Linked DNA regions of Mus musculus: region 2 is linked to region 1. Evidence: chromatin contacts called from public promoter capture Hi-C data. All regions are on one chromosome and are shown on one strand. The core of a region is the stretch at or near the end of the contact, and the rest is flanking DNA. Distances in the headings are between cores, read along the strand shown. Region 1 holds the start of Iyd (iodotyrosine deiodinase). Region 2 holds the start of Vip (vasoactive intestinal polypeptide).

Region 1 (6,738 bases), core at 3,433-5,932:
GTTTCCATAGTTACCTTCCATCCACTGACCCCCAGCATCCCCCCCTTGGTATCTAATCCCTACCTGTCTTTGCTCTATTTGATGCTGAAGCCAATCTTTTTTATCTACATTGCTTGGAGCTGTGTTTTGAATGAAGTTTTCTTTGTCCTCTTTAATAAACGTGAAAATGAGTTCTTCCTTGAGATTATACAATACTAATAGGATTGAAGAGCAATCAACATTTGGGAACCCTGTTTGATTATTTTGTAAAGCTGAGCATTTTGTCCAAAATACAGAAAGTCCTTCCCTAAGACATCCCTCCAAGAGACACTGGAGTATGAGGTCTGGAGTTTCTACTCTGGGAACTTCAGGATGATGCTATCTGAACCATCCTGTCCAGTGTAAGCATGCTGTTCTGTGATGAAGGCACTCAAGGATGCTGCTCATCTCTCAAGGTTTGATTTCTTCTCCACCATGAGGACAGTAAGTGTGTCTACCTCAGGGCACTCCATGTCCCTTTCTCTTGGAACTCAGACCCAACTCAGAAGTTACAGAGTTGAAACCAAAACATTGGTTTTATTATTGATGAAAGTCAATTCTAGAAAGCACTTAGACATGTGGCTCCTCTGTTTTTGTTACATCAAGGTCTCCTCCTGCTCCTGTCACCACTGCTCCAGGCACTCCCCACCCCCTTCTGCTCTGATGGGCTTCCTTACCACTTGAGCAAACAAACAGCACATGGATGCTGCCAAGCCTGGAGACCATACAGGAACCCTCCTTTGCTATGCTGTGATATGCTGTGAGCATGCATGGGTGGGAGATGAGGCTCAGAAGCCAGTGGTAGGGGTGGAAGAAAGATAGGCATGTTATGTAATTTTCCACCATGAAGCCAGGCTCACCAGGGAAAATGCACAGGACAAGCATCTGCCACCTGGTAGTATCAGTAACTGTTGCTACAACTCAGCAAGCACAGCTGTTGTCTCCTTTGCCATCTTGCCTGAGGCTAAGCTCTTTCATAGAAAAGCATCTGTTTCAAAAGGAGAATTGCCATGGTTTTTCTCATGGGCCCAGCTTGTGACCTGAGAGGCGCTGCTTGGTTACTGCTCAGCTGAGGGAAATTCCTAGGGACTCCTCCAGTCTCAGAATGCTTTCCCTAGGAGCAAAGACAGTCATAATGGACCCATGACTTCTCCCATGCTTCTTTCCTGAGAACTGCTTATAGCTAAGAGTCTGTATTTGGGAACTCCCAGAACTGGCATACTTTAGATGTCCAAAGGGTTAAAAAAAAAAAAAAAAAAAAAAAAAAGCAGATCAAGCCTGTGAGATCTCACCTTTCTCCTATGGGGAACATAAGGAGCGGACTCAGTATGGATTTGAATGTGTGGTTTGCTTGGAGAGGGAAGTGTAACCTTTGATTGCACTGTGTAATCTCCAGTGTCTGACGATGTCACATCTGGCACTGGCGAGATCCCACAGAGTTGAGATTCCTATTGTCTGCTTTCTGAATTCGAAGCATTCATAGAAAAGCTACAGGAGAAGCTACTGTTTGCTTTCTCAGTCACAGCCTTTGTTGGTCCCTGATTTAAGGTGACCAGAGAGTCATCTTAGTACAAACCATGAAAACCCATTTTCATCCTTAACACTCTTAATCGATGTTTATCAGTGGTTTGTCATCTGTAAGACACTATGTGTGGTTGAAAGATGCAGTAGGAAAACGTCTCCGTTAACACGTAATGGCAGGAAGTTCTGCTTATCTCAGTGGTGTTGGGGCTGCAATCTGGAAAATCTGAATTTGGGGTAAAGTCATGGTTGAGTGTCTTTCTTCTGGTCTAGTCTTTCTCAAACTTTGGCCAGCACCAGAGTCACCCTGAAGGCTTGTGGAAACTAGACTGCTGAGCTCTGCCCTCAGGGTGTTTGAGCCACTAGGCCTAGGATTTGGCCTGGCGTTAGCATCTCTAACAAGCCCCCAAGGGATGTTCCTATTAGGACTAAGGTCTTACTGTGGTCTAACTTGCTCCTCTAAATAGCCAGTGACACATAGCCAGCCCTTCAGTCTCTGTTTGCTTGTTTGTTTGGTTGGTTGCTTGGTTGATTGGTTTTTCAGAGAGTGGAGTTTAATTTAAAATGTTTCATCCTGTGGACGCAATGGAATAATGCAAACAGAGGAGGACTTAACTATCATTGGCACACAGACATCATGAGTGCAGGCATGATTCCACTCAGCGAGTGTCAGACAGACATATTCTTGAGTGGGGTAGAATTAGTGAAGGGGGTTTGTGTATAGATGAAGCTGACTTTTTTATTTAAATGGACTTGTAAGTTCCTGTGTCTCCCTGACTTCATATTTGATCTGAGATCAGATCACGGACAGAGTTCAGCCCAGCCTTGCTTCCAGCTTTTCCTTAAATTGTTGCCATCACAGTTGCTGCTGAGCACTTGATCTCAACCAAGACAGCTTGGTTTGCTCCTGTGAGCTCTGCTGGCTCACTCGATGCCCTGGGCAGCCTCTTTCCTACAGAGCCCCCCTTTGTCCCCCTTTGCCTTCTGCAAACAAACATTGGGGACTTTGAGAAGCAGGAACACAGACTGACTTCATAGGATTAACATCAGCATATTTGTTTGGGGAGGTGTGTCTTCTAGAATAAATAATACCATTCCTGATGTGGTCTGCAAGGTGGCAGCGGGAGCCTCAAAAGATGAATTAGAACTGGTGATCGGTCTGTAGAGACGAGGAACAACGGAGGACGGTGGGGAATCGCCTAGTATCTCCTCCTGTAGCTTCCCTTGGCACTCTTCTCCTTTTTCTCACTGGATAAAGACAAAGTACAGAAGCTAAGTAGCCCAGGAGCCTTCACAGCAGTGGTTCTCAACTGTGGGTCATGACCCTTTGGGGATCAAACGAAAGACCATCGGAAAACATAGATATTTACATTATGATTCCTAACAGTAACCAAAATACAGCTATGAAGTAGCAAAGAAAATAACTGTATGGTTGGGGGGATCGAGGAAGTGTATTAAAAGGTCACTGCATTAGGAAGGTGAAGAAGCTCTGCTGTAGAGGTACTAAGAGAAGAGAGGGCCCATCCTCAGATCAGCTACACGGTGTTCTGTGACCCTATGGCACAGATCCTGTTCCTCAAGGGAAGCCACATTGTTCCTGTACAAGTGTACATTACATTGGCAGCTGAAGCATTGTTCTGTACCGACACTATCAGAAGCTGGAGGCCTGGTCACTGAGGAGGTGTTAGGGTTAGAGGAAGCTCACTGGGTCCAGCGCAGGTGAAAATTGGCGGAATTCACAGGGCCCACCCTCCCCCTCCCCTGTACTCTGAGACCTGCAGATGCACCAGGTCGGGAACTTGGGTGGGTTTCAAATTCTAGAGTCAAAGTTTCTTCCCTCTGGAAGCCTTGTCTGATCTCCACACTGCTCTGCCCATCCTGCTGCTGTTACAGCTGCCAGACTTCTTGCCCCTGCACTGTGCTTTTTTAAAAATCTCTTTTCGGTGAGCTCCCAGAGCTGAGTGTGAACCTTGGCAGCCAGGCAGCAATGTCTCTTGTACTAGCACATAAAATCCTTGTCCCAGCTTTCCCCTGTTACCCAGGCAGGCTCAACACCGCAGGATCTTAGCTAAGAATTCTAGTCCACACTGCAGACGTACCCAGCATGGACTCAGGCTGCTTATGTCCCATTTATCTTCTAATGGCTTTGGCATGTCATTTGACCTATTCATGCCTCATTCATATGAGTGAAAATGGGAGCAGTAGCGGGATCTATGACATGAGGTTTTGGGGAGCACCTGTGATTTAGTACGTGGAATATGGAGGAGCCACAAGGGAAGCTTTCTGTGAGTAATGGTTCTCTCTCCCATCCTTCCTTCCTCCCTCATCCCCAGCTGTGAGAACAATACAAGCGAGGAGGAACAAAACCTGCTGGTCCCCGGGGCTTGGACATCTCAACCTCTGGAACTGTGAGACACGTGTTTCTGTTATTTATGTCACTCAACCAATGACATTTGTGTTCTGACAGCCTGAACAACAGAGGCATAGGCAAAGATAAAAACTAAGACAAAAAACAAAAAGCCTCAAGCTTAGATATAGTCATTTCAAACTGTTTGCATCACTTTTTCCAGATTAAAATCTTTCTTTAATGTAAAACATAGCCTTTCTTCTCTGTTGCATATGTTGGCATGGCTGTTAATTTTTTTTTTTACAGCCTCAGGGCAGTGCCTCTTACATATGTTGTTAAAAATGCACGTTGACAGCCTCTTTCTGGAAATTATCTTTCAGGATATCAGAACCTACATTTATAAATCTGCCCTTTTAAAAAATTAGCTCTCTGGGCAATTCCTAGCTTCAGGCAGTTGAAGATGCTTTGAGAGAATAGTTAAATAGGAGAAAGGTCAAATGCTTTTTTTCTTTAAAACCACCACCAGCAATGTAGCACATTACAGTGCTTAATGCACCCCATGGTCATTGATGTCTGAAAATATACTGATCAAGTGCACAGTTTTAAAATTGCATGCGTCAGAGCAGGACCAATCCCACACGCACCCAACTGTGAGCTTTGCTCCTTTGCAAAGTCCTCACGGAGTCTGAGTTTGTACTTTGCTCCCTCCCTGGCACTCCTCCCCGTTTCTACATCTACTCCCAGCATTCCCTGCTTCCATCTGTTTGTATAAATGCCAGTGTGGGAAAGCGCACACATTCCAGGTCGGACTTCAGACCATGTTTCTCCTCACCCCAGTCTTGGTAGCAGTTGTCTGTATCTTGGTTGTATGGGTCTTTAAAAATGCCGACAGGAACCTAGAGAAAAAGAAGGAGGAGGCTCAAGTTCAGCCCTGGGTGGATGAAGACTTGAAAGACAGCACAGAAGACCTTCAAGTGGAAGAAGGTAACAACCCCTGCGGTGCCCAGGGCTTTGCCCTGCATGTGTTTGCGATGGTGCGAACTGATGCCCAGGATTCAGAGAGCAAGCCATGCTGGCAAACCTTCGCTTCTGTTGTGAAAACAGAACAGTGTATAGCAAGGATGGTCATCTCAGGGCACTTGCCGGTACCAGCCTCTACCCAGTCCGAAGTCATGGAAGCTAAGATCTCTCCCAGCCCAGATCCTCTGCAGGTCAACACCTTCTGTCTCAGGGGTGGGGGTGGAGGCAGAGTCTCTGTACAGAGTGACAGCGAGCATGGCCAGGTTTTGATTAGGAATGCTGAAACTGAGAACGTGACCCGTCTAGGGATTGGGTACTTTCTCTTATGCCAGGCCCTGTGCCTTAGAGACAGGAGTGGCCCATGCCCAGCAAGAAAAGGGTCCGGTTTAGGGAATGAGGTAAAATAAGGAAACGGACAAGCCCTGTGGAACTAGTATAAGGTGTTTAGGAAAGGCTTGGGGGTCTGCTGGGGCATTGGGAAAGAGCAAAGCTGACCCGAGGGTAGAGGTGTGAGCAGCAGGGGCAAGCTGTGTCAGGAGGCGCACAAAGCCAGCACCCATGTTCTAATGCCTAGGAGCGATTCCTGGAAGGTGAAAGATGTGCAGACGGAGAAGTGAGGCAGAGAGGGCTGGCTGTGGCTGGCATGAGACCAGTGCTTGTCAGCCTTCCCAATGCTGCAACTCTTTAATACGGTTCCTCACATTAGAGTGATTTGCGACTGTAAAATTACTTTCGCTGATATGTTTATAAGTGTAATCTTGTTAGCGTTATGAATTGTAATGTAAATATCTGATATGCAGGGTATCTGGTCCCACTTGGGAAGTACTTCCCTTACCACAGAGAAGCACTGTCCTTAACCCCGACATCTGTTCTAAGGTTTGATGAGCAATGCTTTGGTGGGAGGGTAGTGGATGCCCAAGTCACAGTGAAGAGCATCAGATTTTAGATATTGGGGAAGATGGAGGGAGTGGCTGAGTCACTGTCATCCATGGACAAGGGCAGAAAGATCCAATTTAGGGGACACTGTAAGGGTGTGCTGCATTTATCATATTCATGATGTTAAATAAAACAATGGTCAGAACACATCAACTTGAGGAGGTACTCAGAGATTAGAGAAATAATCACCAAGTGGGTACTGTGAGAGAGAAGACTGAGGACAGAACTTGGGAGACACCTGAAGAGAAGAGGGACATGGTAGAGAGATATGCTACAGAAAGAAGATGACATGGTTGAAGAGTCTTGAGGACCACAACACACTCACATAGCATGCAGTGGACCCAGCTGGTGACACATCATATAGAGTAAGCCCTTCGTCTTCATGGTAATACAATGAGGTAGGCATTATCACTACTATCACTACTATCACTATTGCAGGAGACTGAGGCTGTAGTAGGGTACTGCCTACCCAGGCAGGTAGGACTCTGGCAGTCTATTTCCAGGGTCCAAGCATAGAGCTTTTGGCTGGGTAGCCTTTCTCACAGAAAAGCCTAGAACAGAGGAGGCTTAAAAAGAGAAATTCAGAGGTAGATTTCTTCCCTCTCAAGGCCACATTCCTGGGAGCAGTCAGGAGTTCAAGAGCAGTGAGAAGTGGCCCTGCTTGTTTTTAGGAGGTTCCTGCTAGCTCTCCACTGCTGTCTCTGCTGTCTGCCTTTTCTCAGGAAATGGTCTACCCACTACCCAGCTCCTGAAACCAGAAACAGAGAGGACCCTTTTCCTTCTCTGCCAGGAAGCAAGTCCCCTGAGTTTTGTCACCATGATGGGTTGGGAATCTGTTGTTCCTTCGGCTTCCCTGATGGGCCAAGTTAGCATCCTCCCTGTGTAAGATATGGGCA
Region 2 (6,056 bases), core at 2,920-5,419, 2.1 Mb after region 1:
CAGAAATTCTCATGTAATTTTAAAGCAGGGGGGTTCTGAAATGAATAATCTTTGTAGGAGTCCCGGCATCTCTGAGGAAGATGGGTAATGACGTTTTAGAGTCAGGGGAGAGGTTGTTTGCCATCATGCCCCTGAAATCACCATGTTTCCAGTTGCTTATGATTAATTAAGTTAGCTACTTTTCTCATCTCTGTGTCCAAATACCTAACAATAATCAACTTAAGGTTTACTCTGATTCACCATCCGTCATGAGAGTGAAAGCATAGTAACCTAATCACGAGACGGTTGAGCACATTTCATCTGCAGTCAGTAAGCAGAAGATAAATGCTGGTGCTCACCTTACACACCTTTGTCATGGGATGGTGTTGCCCACATGCAGGGTGGGTTTTCTCTCCTCAGTAAAACCTCCCTCAAAATATGCTCACAAATATACTAAAAGCGGTGCCTCAGAAAAGCCCCAACTACTTTCTTAGTGGATCAAGTTGACAATAAAAATGAGCCACCGCATTCATTAGGAAATGTTAGAACATGAAATTACTTCTAACAGCACAATTTCAAGAGAAAATTAACTGTTACTGTAACACTACTTTCACCAAATCACTAGCATAACAAGAATAGAAGAATTCTGAAAAGAAATTTGAATTGTCAAAGTTAAAAGAATTATAAGCAAAAAAGATTAGCTACTCAAATTTCTTTAGTTAGTTACTCAAACTTCAAACATAGGTAATCAAATTACACAGAGGGAAGGTTTATTTTTGGCTCATGATGCTGTGGATTTTAATCTCTAGTTGGTTGGGCCAGTGCTGTGGGGGCTTGTGATGGAAACGTAGATTACATGGACAAGATGCTGAGTAGCAGACATGAATGGGCTGGGAACCCACCGTCCTTTCTGGGACATGTCTCTAAGTCCAAACTTTCTAACTTGTATCTTAACACCCAGTGGTCAACCTTCTCTCCCTCCCCCTGAGCCCTCAGTCTCTGGTAATTGCCCTAATCAACTTCCATGCCATCAACTCTAGATCTCTCATGTGAGGTTATGTCCCTCTTGTCTTTCGGTGCCTTGCCTGTGTCATTTAACATAATAACCTACAGTTGTGTCCATGCTGTGGTAAATGCCAGGCAGACAACATCAGAAAGAAATCTCCTTGAATATCTTCACCATAAATGAATAATAAATATTTAAGGTTATAGGTTTGCCCTGACTTGAAGTTTAAACAGTGCATACACATGTCAAAACATTAGCTCACATGTTTGTCAAAACACCTTAATAATGCAGTAAAAAAGTAAAAGGAATTTCAAGTATATTCTTGCCATGTGGGTGCTGGGAGCTAAACTTTTTAACTGCTGAGTTAATTCTCCAGCCCCAAGAAGTTTTGTTCAATGAAAGATCAGAGGGATCACCAGGATTTGAAGGTTTCAAACTGTTTGTTGTAGTTCAAAAGAAGCCACAGCATGGATGTATATGACAAAGCATTTCCATGTTCCAATCAACAAAATAGGAAAATGGATGCTTAAATTTTATATAATTTTTATGTGTCCCAAATACATTTATGATTTTGATCTTCTAAAGATATAAATGTCCCTCTTAACTTACATATAAAAGGCAACTGGGTGTGTCTCCTTGGTCCTACATGTAGGCTTCACTGCTCCTGCCTCCTAGGGTGGCAATGATATAAGGTCTTCCAGCTGAGGTTGCGTGCAGGTGAATTATACAGACATAGGTATCACAGACACAGGCATACGCCACAGGGAGGCATTCATTCCCCCTAGTGACCATGTGTTCATTTAGCCCTTTGCAGGAAGAAAATAAAGGTGAACGTGGATTTCTGCCTTATCTTCAGAGTCACTTCCACATGACCTCCGTTTAGTTTACAGAGCTACAGTTCACCGGCATTGCTTTTGGTTCTTTTGACAATAAGTGGGAATGGAGATGCTGATATCTTTACAAGCTACGTGATTACCTGACGAGTTAGCACCAAGAGTGTTGGTGACAATTTCAAAATAGGGCTGGCCCTTTATGGAAAGACAGACCCTCAGGAAACTGGATTCCACTCTCATCGCCTTTAGTAAACATGGGAGGGATGGAAGAGCTACTGCAGACATCGCTTATTTATTTGGAGCAGGAATAGATTGCCTTTGCTATAGAGTTGGGTGAAGGTTTTCTATGCTGTGCTGAGCAGGCTTGCTTGCATAGGGAAAGCAGTTGAAGAGACTGTGGAAAGACGAAGTATTGAAAGGTAAGGAAGAGGCAGAGCTAAACAGTAAATATGGCTTTTTGTTTACTAGATTACTCATGACAAATTTCATATAGTCATTTTCCTTATGATAAACATAAGAAAAAAGAATCTATGTTAGCTGGTCAATGGATCTCTGGATTTCTCCCTATTTCTTTAAACAAACAAACAAAATACAGAAACATGGTCTTTTTGTTTGTTTGTTTGTTTTAAATCTGAGAGTTACGACTTTGAACTGCAGATGGTGCTGTGATTCTATGAGTTTATGTCCTGTTTAAATCTGTAGCAAGAACTGATTCTTTGATTTAGTCTATTTTCCTCGATAGGTAAAAATAAAATTAAATTCTCTTTATTATTTTGTTTTATCGTGATGATGGGAGAAACTGTTCTTATTGCCTCGTGCTTCCTTGGACCACTGATAAGAAGCCTTGATGTGATTTTGCGGCTTCTTCTCCTCCAGGATGGAGTTCTTCGTGATCCCTAACCTATTTATTTCCTGGTGCTTCTTTTCAATGAAGTTGTTTCACCGAGGGTTTTGGTGACAATGATCTCAGGATAAAAAAAGAAGATCCATATGAAAACTATTTTAACCTCTAGTTTGTAACAACTAGCTTAAAAAAAAAAAAAAAGATTTCCTGGAATTAAGCCACAGGAACTCTGGCTTAAGTCAGACCTGTCAGCTGGACAACAAAATTCCAGACATTTTGAAATTTAATTCATTTAATTTTTCTTGTAAATGGATTAGAAAATATGATTAAGCTCTAGCAAGATAATTCTCACTGCATTGGCCGGCCCTCAGTGCAACAAAGAGAGACTAAAATCTTAGAGGACAATAAAGTAAAGAAAATTGAGAGCTATATATCCCTAAGGATATACGTAATAAAACACACACACACACACACACACACACACACACCAGGACTTTTAAATGAATGGACATTGCCTTTGTTTTCCATGACACTCTTAGGATAGCTGCATTTTGACATTAAGTCCCAATTAAATGTATGTCAGGCTACTTTGAGGTTAAAATCAACAAAAAAAAATTAAGCATTCATCACAGTACTCTACAAAGGTCTTTTCCCTGATCCTTTGAAATCACATTTATGTAAAGCGACTGAGTTGGAGATTCTGAAGTAGGGTGAGTTTTGAGGGCAAACAAAGTGATTCAACATTATGCAAAGACATAAAATGAGGAGAATGCCTTTGAAGAGAAAGAGAGATTCAGTCCCTGGAGTATACAGTCTGATCATTATTTATTTTTGGAATATTTGATATAGTGGGCAAAGAGAAGGAGTGGGAATTATGATATTTTAAACAAAGTGTAGAAGAGTGCTAGTGCCATGGCTTACACAACAGCGTGTATACTATAGCATCTTAGACACATAATGGAACCCCTCTCCCCGAGGATTAGACTCAACATAAAAGAAGTGTAATAATAGAAAGATGCAAAATCATTTATGACTGCTTTTTAAATTAGAGTAGGTTTCTAGAAAACTTTAATTCAGATATGCATAAGCAGCATAAAGTTTTTTAAAAGGCATTAAAGCAATTGACACTTTGTAGAAACGAGGAATTATACTCTAAGCACAACACAAGTTTTCTGCATTTGTTCCTGAAGAAAGTCCTTATTTTCTAAGGTACTCCTAGGCCCTGTCTATAACATTATAATCATCTTCTAGTTCATCACAGCTAAGTAAAGATTAAAGCATTGCACATCCAGCTAAGTACTTTTCTTTTTTTAAAAAAGAGTTCATTTCCTCTCTCTTGAACTTGTTTGCTATAAATGTATATAAATCAGGCATGATGACAATTTAATAAGAACTTCAAGACCTGTTCATCCCATGGGATCACTACTGTGACGTCTTTCGGGGAGCCTTCTGATTGCTCAGCCCGAAGCACAAGCCCTATAAAATGAGAGACTTTGAGATGCTGGTCAGCTTGGACAGCAGAGCACTAGCCAGCTACAGCCAACCGTTCCCCAGGAACCGGGAACAGACTGGTGGAGCCTTCCCTAGAGCAGAACTTCAGCACCCTAGACAGCTGCCACGAAGCCGGAAAGGCAGCCCTGCCTGAAGGAAACAGCCAAGGGTAAGCAAAATCTTCCACTTCTTCCTCTCCTCTCTGTCACTGGGACTTTGAATAGGAGTTTGTGAAAATTTCTCTCTTAAAAAGAATTTTACAGTGTTCGTCTTTTTGCAATAGCCAAATACAATAATCATGACAAGTCACTGAATAAAGATAGAAATGCCTCAATTTCTCTCTTATGACCCCATCTGCTTAGAGGATTCTTAGTCCTGCTTAATCCTTCATTAAGTATTGCCTTTTAAAAAATAAAGTAAGACGAGTTTGCTTGTGGGGGGGGTTTTGAGCAAAGTGTTCAGCTTGATGCATTTGTTTTGGGGGTTTTCAATCTGCGTTTAAAGAGCTTTTCTTTCTGTTTCTAAACAGATCGAGCCTAGAAAGCACTCACTTTCTTTATCATTTAATTTTTAAGTGCTATGACTTTTGTAGGTACCAAGAGGTAAAACCCTTGAAGATCTCTGTGCTAGCTCGACAGTGTTTACAAATAGGACATGTGAATAGATCGAATGCAGGATGCATGGGCTCTACAGATAAAGGCATATAAATCGATTTCCTGGAAAAACTTGTTCCAGTGCCAAGTGACTCTGAGGGCATTAAGTTTTATCCTTGAATAAATTTGCTTGGGCCTTGGTTTAAAGAAATAACTTATCAGTGGTTTCTATAACAAATACAGAGAAAATAAGAATTTCAATGTAATATGTATACAAGATTTTTGCCTTAATGATACAAATCTATACTTTATATACATATATGTACTATGAACATGCAAACTCTAAAATACAATTGGCTAGAAGGAAAATTAATTAGGTAATACCCCAGTTTTACATCAATCAGATATTATAGCTTTAAGGGGGGAACCCAACAAATTCCTTGTGGCTGTTTCCTTCAACAGAAAAGACATTATGCTATGACGACTCTGTTATCAAAACACAGAGCCTAAAGTTATCTGCCTCCAGCACAACAGAAGCATGGCCCTGGATAGACACTAAAATTAATTGAGTGCCCGCAGAGGGAAAGACAAAAGGGAGCTGAGCCGGTGTTCAAATGCCTTTATCCTGGGGATGGATTCCATTTCCAAACCAGTGCTAGAAAACTAGCGTTATTTTACAAAGTAATCTTATGTCAGTAAGTCTGACTCTTTCCTGAAGAGAAATGACCATTTTCAACTTGGCAAGAGCCCCTGGTGGGGTTGCTAGACCCTCTGAAATGTTGCCAAGTGTGGCTGGGAGAGCCAGCATCCTTTCTCTTTTCAGAGGCACCGAGATGGAAGCCAGAAGCAAGCCTCAGTTCCTGGCATTCCTGATACTCTTCAGTGTGCTGTTCTCTCAGTCGCTGGCCTGGCCTCTCTTTGGACCACCTTCTGTAGTGAGGTAAGTTTCATTCTGGGAAAGTGTGCTTTCAATTCAGATAAGTAGGCAGGCATTCCTCTGCATCTAAATGAGATTTCCCACATGTTATTTTGGAGAGTGTTGCATTTCAAATCACATATTATTTATTTCAATATTTTGGTTGTAGTGTTGAGCAAATTCATTTCCAATGGGAAAAAAAAACTTATTCTGGACTCTGGAATTCACCTCCAGTACATAGAATACAACATCAGTGGCCAGTCTTGCGTACCAGATGGATCCCATTTCTAAACTAGTGTTAGGAAGCTAACAACTTCTTATTTTCATCTCAGGCCTGTTCTGTTTCCAGTAGAAAAACTTCATTTAAATTTATATTTAATAAAAATGATTATAA

What was found. Promoter capture Hi-C pulls out the DNA fragments that hold promoters and counts their contacts.
Region 2: a promoter capture Hi-C map of the 3T3-L1 cell line shows a contact between it and region 1, with 8 times the contacts expected there. The contact joins the promoter of Vip here to the promoter of Iyd in region 1. A contact is called at or near these places in 2 of 39 promoter capture datasets (the 3T3-L1 cell line and pre-B cells).

What each region holds. Positions count from the first base shown.
Region 1 is chr10:3,535,592-3,542,329 of GRCm38.p6, forward strand. Iyd (iodotyrosine deiodinase) reads left to right here and starts at 4,683. Exons shown (of 5, transcript NM_027391.4): 1 at 4,683-4,870. The coding sequence starts at 4,705. It overlaps Gm30033 (a long non-coding RNA gene), which reads left to right. Exons shown (of 3, transcript XR_380041.2): 3 at 3,873-4,036.
Region 2 is chr10:5,635,049-5,641,104 of GRCm38.p6, forward strand. Vip (vasoactive intestinal polypeptide) reads left to right here and starts at 4,170. Exons shown (of 7, transcript NM_011702.3): 1 at 4,170-4,322; 2 at 5,570-5,686. The coding sequence starts at 5,580.